Linked DNA regions of Sus scrofa: region 2 is linked to region 1. Evidence: chromatin contacts called from public Hi-C data. All regions are on one chromosome and are shown on one strand. The core of a region is the stretch at or near the end of the contact, and the rest is flanking DNA. Distances in the headings are between cores, read along the strand shown.

What was found. Hi-C and Micro-C count contacts between places; a contact is called where the count stands out from the background.
Region 2: a contact with region 1 is called in a Hi-C map of heart right ventricle, with 2.1 times the contacts expected there. The contact joins two enhancer-like sites. A contact is called at or near these places in 1 of 5 promoter capture datasets (liver), 5 of 47 Hi-C or Micro-C datasets (embryonic fibroblasts, fetal skeletal muscle, heart right ventricle and 2 more) and 1 of 2 datasets of contacts at active chromatin or transcription factors (alveolar macrophages).

What each region holds. Positions count from the first base shown.
Region 1 is chr6:83,529,915-83,532,614 of Sscrofa11.1, reverse strand. No RefSeq gene overlaps it. Among named protein-coding and RNA genes, the nearest start is that of PDIK1L, 11 kb to the left of the region's middle. Within about 2 kb of position 1,259, at least 15 of the 83 cell types and tissues checked have an H3K27ac peak or open chromatin away from gene starts, as enhancers often do.
Region 2 is chr6:83,778,261-83,780,960 of Sscrofa11.1, reverse strand. No RefSeq gene overlaps it. Among named protein-coding and RNA genes, the nearest start is that of ZNF683, 14 kb to the right of the region's middle. Within about 2 kb of position 1,415, at least 7 of the 83 cell types and tissues checked have an H3K27ac peak or open chromatin away from gene starts, as enhancers often do.

The sequences.
Region 1 (2,700 bases), core at 10-2,509:
CCCGCTGTGGCACGGTGGGTTAAGGATCTGGCATTGCTGCAGCCGTGGTGAATGTCAAAGCTGCAGCTCAGATTCAGTCCCTGGCCTGGAAGCTTCCATATGCCATGGGTGCAGCAAAAAAAAAAAAAAAAAAAAAAAAAAAGAAAGAAAGAAAGGAAAAAAGCTAATGTCAAAACCCTAAGTTTTGAGGCCTTTGTGACTGTGAGCCTGTGGACAATGAGCCCCTTTGCTCTCCTCTCCCTGGGATGGACCCTGTCTCCTAGGAGGCCCCCAGTAGTCGAGCACTTCAAAGGAGTGAAGAGGAAGAGAACAGGTGAGTAAGGGGTGGAGGCCTGTCCCGGGTAGACCGTGTCCCCTTCCCCCACCCAGGAACAGAGGTTCCTGTCACCTGATTCCCCACCCGGAAGCACCCCTGTCCCAGGCTGGGCTGTCACGAGGCCTGGGTCAACAGGCCTGGTCCTGCCATCCACTTCCTGGAAGCTCCCCCTCCCCCACATCCCACGCCCTCCCAGTCACTCTGTTCCTGGAAGTTAAAGGAACTGGGCTGCCTTGTTGAGTGTTTATGTGGCCGGAGCAGGACGTCTGTCTTTGGCTCTCACCACCCAGGAGAGGGCTGGTGCTGCTGGCAGATAGGATTTGAGTTTCTGCCCAGCTGCTCACCTGCTGTGTCACCCAAGGCACGTTACTCGACCTCTCAAGAACCTCAGTTTCCCCGCATAGAAAGTGGAGATGCTAAAAGCACTGAAGGGGAGTTCCAGTCCTGGCTCAGCAAAAATGAACCTGACTTGCATCCGTGAGGACGCATGTTTGATCCCTAGCTTCGCTCAGTGGGTTAAGGATCCAGTGTTGCCATGAACTGTGGTATAGGTCGCAGATTCAGCTCGGATCCCGAGTTACTGTGGCTATGCTGTAGGCTGGCAGCTGCAACTCTGATTTGACTCCTAGCCTGGGAGCCTCCATATGTCACAAGCGTGGTCCTAAAAAGACCAAAAAATAAAAATAAAATAAAAGCACCTGAAGGGATCCAAGGCAAGCAGGTGGATGGTGCATTTGGCACTCGGCCTGGCACCCTAGAGCACTCAGAACAGGGTGGCTATGCTTATGATTATTATCTGACCCCCTCTCATTCTCTTCAGGGCCCTGGAGAGATGAGCCGAAAAGGCATGCAAATGTCTCGGCTGCCAGGAGGGAATGCCTTTCTAATCAGTGCAAACGTCAGAGTCCAGTTATTAATACCCAACCGGCCCCACCAGCTCTTGGATTTAGCATTCCAAAGATGAGGTGGAGGGGTGAGGAGGGTGGAGCTGGGGAACAGGTGGCTGAGGGCGGAGAGGAGCCTGCAGTCACTGTGGGATCAGCCCTTTCCGGCCTTGCAGACAGCACTTGGCCCCTTTTCCCACCAGACACCCTCCACCTGCAGTCTAGGGTCTGGGAAGGTGTGAAATTCCTGCATGAAGTCAAGCTCCAGGCAGTCAAAATCTCAGTCCCCTAAGGACACAGCCCTTCCAGGGATCCAATGCCCAAGTGAACAAGGCCCCTCACCTGTGCCCCTGGAAGAGAAATCAACTCATAAAATCATGAAATGTTAAAGGTGGAAGGGGGCTGAGAGCCCCCAACCCGCCCCAGGGCCTTATTGCTCAGCCTCTGGGCTCAGACAGACCAGGGTGACTGGGAAAATCTATTACCTGTTAACTGCTCACTGGGAAGGAATAATAACAATTTTCAAGTCTTTCATGTTATGTAAACATTTTCATTTGGCTGTTGAAAGAACAAATGTAATTATTGATAGAAGCACAGGGCTTAGTGTGCCATGCATCCTGTAAAGTGTAAAGAGGAGGTGTTAGCAGCCTATCCTCTTTTACACATGACTTCCTTCTTATTCCTTCTCGTATGAGTAGCAGACCTCAAGGAACACAGATCTTCCAGGAATTTCCCATTCCCCCACCCGAGGTAACAATTTTACCAGACAGTGCTTCTTTGTTTTCTTAAATGACTTAAAAAAAATAAACAACCTTAGGAGTTCCCTTTCATGGCTCCGTGGAAATGAATCTGACTAGCATCCATGAGGACACAGGTTTGATCCCTGGCCTTGCTCAGTGGGTTAAGGATCCGGCGTTGCCGTGAGCCGTGGTGTAGGTCACAGACTCGGCTTGGATCTGGCATTGCCGTGGCTGTGGTGTAGGCCAGCAGCTACAGCTCTGATTCAACCCCTTGCCTGGGAACCTCCATATGCTATGGAGGCGGCCCTAAAAAAACCAAAAGAAAAAAACAACACCTTGATTTTTTTAGAGCATTTTTACATTCATAGTAAAAGGGCAGAATGTACAGAATCCCCATACACCTGTGTCTTGCCCAACCCCAGCCTCCCCCACCGTGGACGCTGTGCATTTGTTACAGTCAATGAACTGGCACAGACATATTATTATCATCATCCAGGGGGTTCCCGTTGTGGCACAGTGGAAATGAATCCGACCAGTGTCCAAAGTCCACAGTGACATCCCTCTTTGTGTGTATGGGTTTTGACAAATGTATAATGATATGTAGCTGCCGTTATAGTGTCATACAGAATATTTTCACTGCCCCAAACATTCCCTGTACCTCACTTATTAATCACTTTCTCTCCCCAGTCCCCTGGCAGCCACTGAATTTTTTACTGTCTCCATGCTTGGAATTATACAGTCTAGTGTTTGTGTTTTTTTG
Region 2 (2,700 bases), core at 166-2,665, 250 kb before region 1:
CTGGCCCCCAACATGAACACAGCCTCTTAGCACCGCAGCATCATACCTATGGTCTTACATCCCTTGCTCTTGGTAGATGAGTAAAGATGGTAAAAACCCTAACAGACCTGGCTTATGATTTTTGTCCTCCTGGGTTTTGGTTGTGTGGCCTCAAACAAGCTAATTAACATTTCTGCGCTCAGTTTGGTCTTGTTTTTTCTTTTTTTTTTTTTTTTAGGGCCACACCTGAGGCATGTGGAGGTTCCAAGGCTAGGGGTCGAATCAGAGCTGTGGCTGCCAGCCTACACCACAGGCAGAGCAATGCAGATCCGAGCCACATCTGCGACCTACACCACAGCTCACGGCAATGCTGGATTCTTAACCCACTGAGCGAGGCCAGGGATCAAACCCACGTCCTCATGGATCCTAGTTGAGTTCGTTGCCCCTGAGCCACAATGGGAACTCCCTGATGTATCTGTTTCATCATAGCCTGTGGGCCCCCCGGGGACAGGGACCATACCTCATGTTTTATGTCCTTGGCACCAGGTACAGGGTTTGGCACCTGCTTGAAACTCAAGACATTTGTTCAACAAATGAATGATTGAAACAAATTCAGTGGTTTAGACGATAGGCTTCTAGCTGTTGACTCATTCCACATTTCGTCAGGAAGCATCCCTGTGTGGGTGTGGGTGGGTGTGGTTGTGGATGAAGAGATAGTACGGTTTGGTCTCTGCCCTGAGGGATGATATAATCTGAAGTGGCCAAGAGGGGCCAGGTGAAGAGAATGATTATCTAGTAAACAGTTGTCCCCAGACATTCTTACTTATCTTTTTTTTTTTTTGGCCGAGTCTGTGGCATGCGGAAGTTCCTCGGCTAGGCACTGAAACTGCGCCAGTGACCTGGGATGCTGCAGTGACAATGTCAGATCCTTAACCTGCTGCACCACAAGGGAACTCCCAATGCTCTCTTTACCTCTCCAGCAAAGTAGGTATTAGTAACCTTGTTTTACAGGTGAAGAAAGAGGTTCACAGAGGCTCAGTAACATGCCAAGGTCGCACAAGTCCACTGGGGCTGATGTAGGTTTGAGGTCAGTCCAGGCCTCCTACTGTAATCTTGACGCAAGGCAGGATTTGTCCCTGAGGATCGGTCTGTCTGAAACAAGGGCTGCAGACCCTCAGAGGAGGGAGAGTTTGCTGAACTGAGGTCTGGTCTTTGAGGAAGAAGTTGCCCACTGCCCTGGGGACTGGGGGCCTGCCCTGGAGCCCTGGGGAGGGTGTCCTTGGAAAGCTCACAGGCCTGCTGTTGGGCAGGAGAGGGAGGAGAAATGGTCTGTGCCTGGGCTCCCTGCCAAATCACGAGTTCCTGCCACCCCTGTCGCACCTCGTGAACTGCTTGTTCTTGGTCCATATCAGCTGAGTGAATAGATCTTTCTCTCCTGACTCCTTGGGTGAGCAATCAGGGTTGTCCTCTGAGCCAGATCCTAGCAAGGGACTTGCTGCCTTCTGAATGCTCTTTCTGGTACCCAAATTGCCCCAGTTTTCTGGAGTGGTGACCTTGGCCACTGGGCAATCCAGGGGGCTGCCTGTTGAGATAATTTCTCATTGAAATGAGGTTGCCAACTCCTTTCCCCAAGATGAATGGGGAGTGGGTCATGTGCTAAAAGTAACAGGTCTGGGAGTTCCCATCGTGACACAGCAGAAATGAATCTGACTAATATCCATGAGGATGCAGGTTCAATCCCTGGCCTCACTCAGTGGGTCAGGGATCTGGCGTTGCCATGCGCTGTGGTGTAGGGAGCAGATGTGGCCCAGATCCCACGTTGCTGTGGCTGTGGCATAAGCCAGCAGCTATAGCTCCAATTTGACCCCTAGTCTGGGAACTTCCATATGCCTTGGAGTGCTGTGGCCCTAAAAAGAGTAATAATAATAATAATAAATAAAATAACAGGTTTGTGCACAGAGTGCTGGTGAAAGGGCTGACACTCTAGGGTCAGACAAAAGTGCCTTCAGATCCATTCTTCGTGGCTTGTGGATCTTCAGCAAATTCTTTATCTCCCCCAAGCCTCGCTCTTCTCATCTGTAAAAGAGGTACCTAGATTGTCCAAATCCCAATCTGGTGGTCTCTTCCCTGCCCCACCCTCTTAGCTGCACAACTAGACCTACACCTCTTGGCTCTGAGTTTTAAGGATGCAGAGATAGGAAAGATAAGGGTAGACTTCTGGGAGGAAGGAGGATGGAGACTGAGTCTTTTACTTCACAGGTGTACAAGCTGCCATGACTCCTGATAAAATGACCAAATAGTGTTGGTTCATGAACTATTATTGTCAAGTAGTATTAGGTTCTTAAAAGACTTCACATTTAATCCTCAATGAGGTACTCCTTCCATTCTAAAGATGAGGGTACAGAGGCACAGAACAGTTAGGTGTCCTCATGCAAGACAACGTGGGCAAAGCAGGTGTATTCCTTAGGACTCAGCTGTGCATAAAATAAACTGCTATTGCCAAGTGGAAAAGGATGTTGTACAGGGCATTAAATTCTTCCAAAATAACTAGAAGGGATAGAGAACAGGCTCTAGACTAAGCCTCCGGGAACAATTCCAGAACAACTCTACAGAACTGACCAGTCCGGGAGCTGCCCCCTTTGGTTCACTCAGAAAAGATGGGGAATCTGTAACTGCTGCTCCAGACCTATGCGAAATCCACACAAGAAAAAGAAAAAAAAA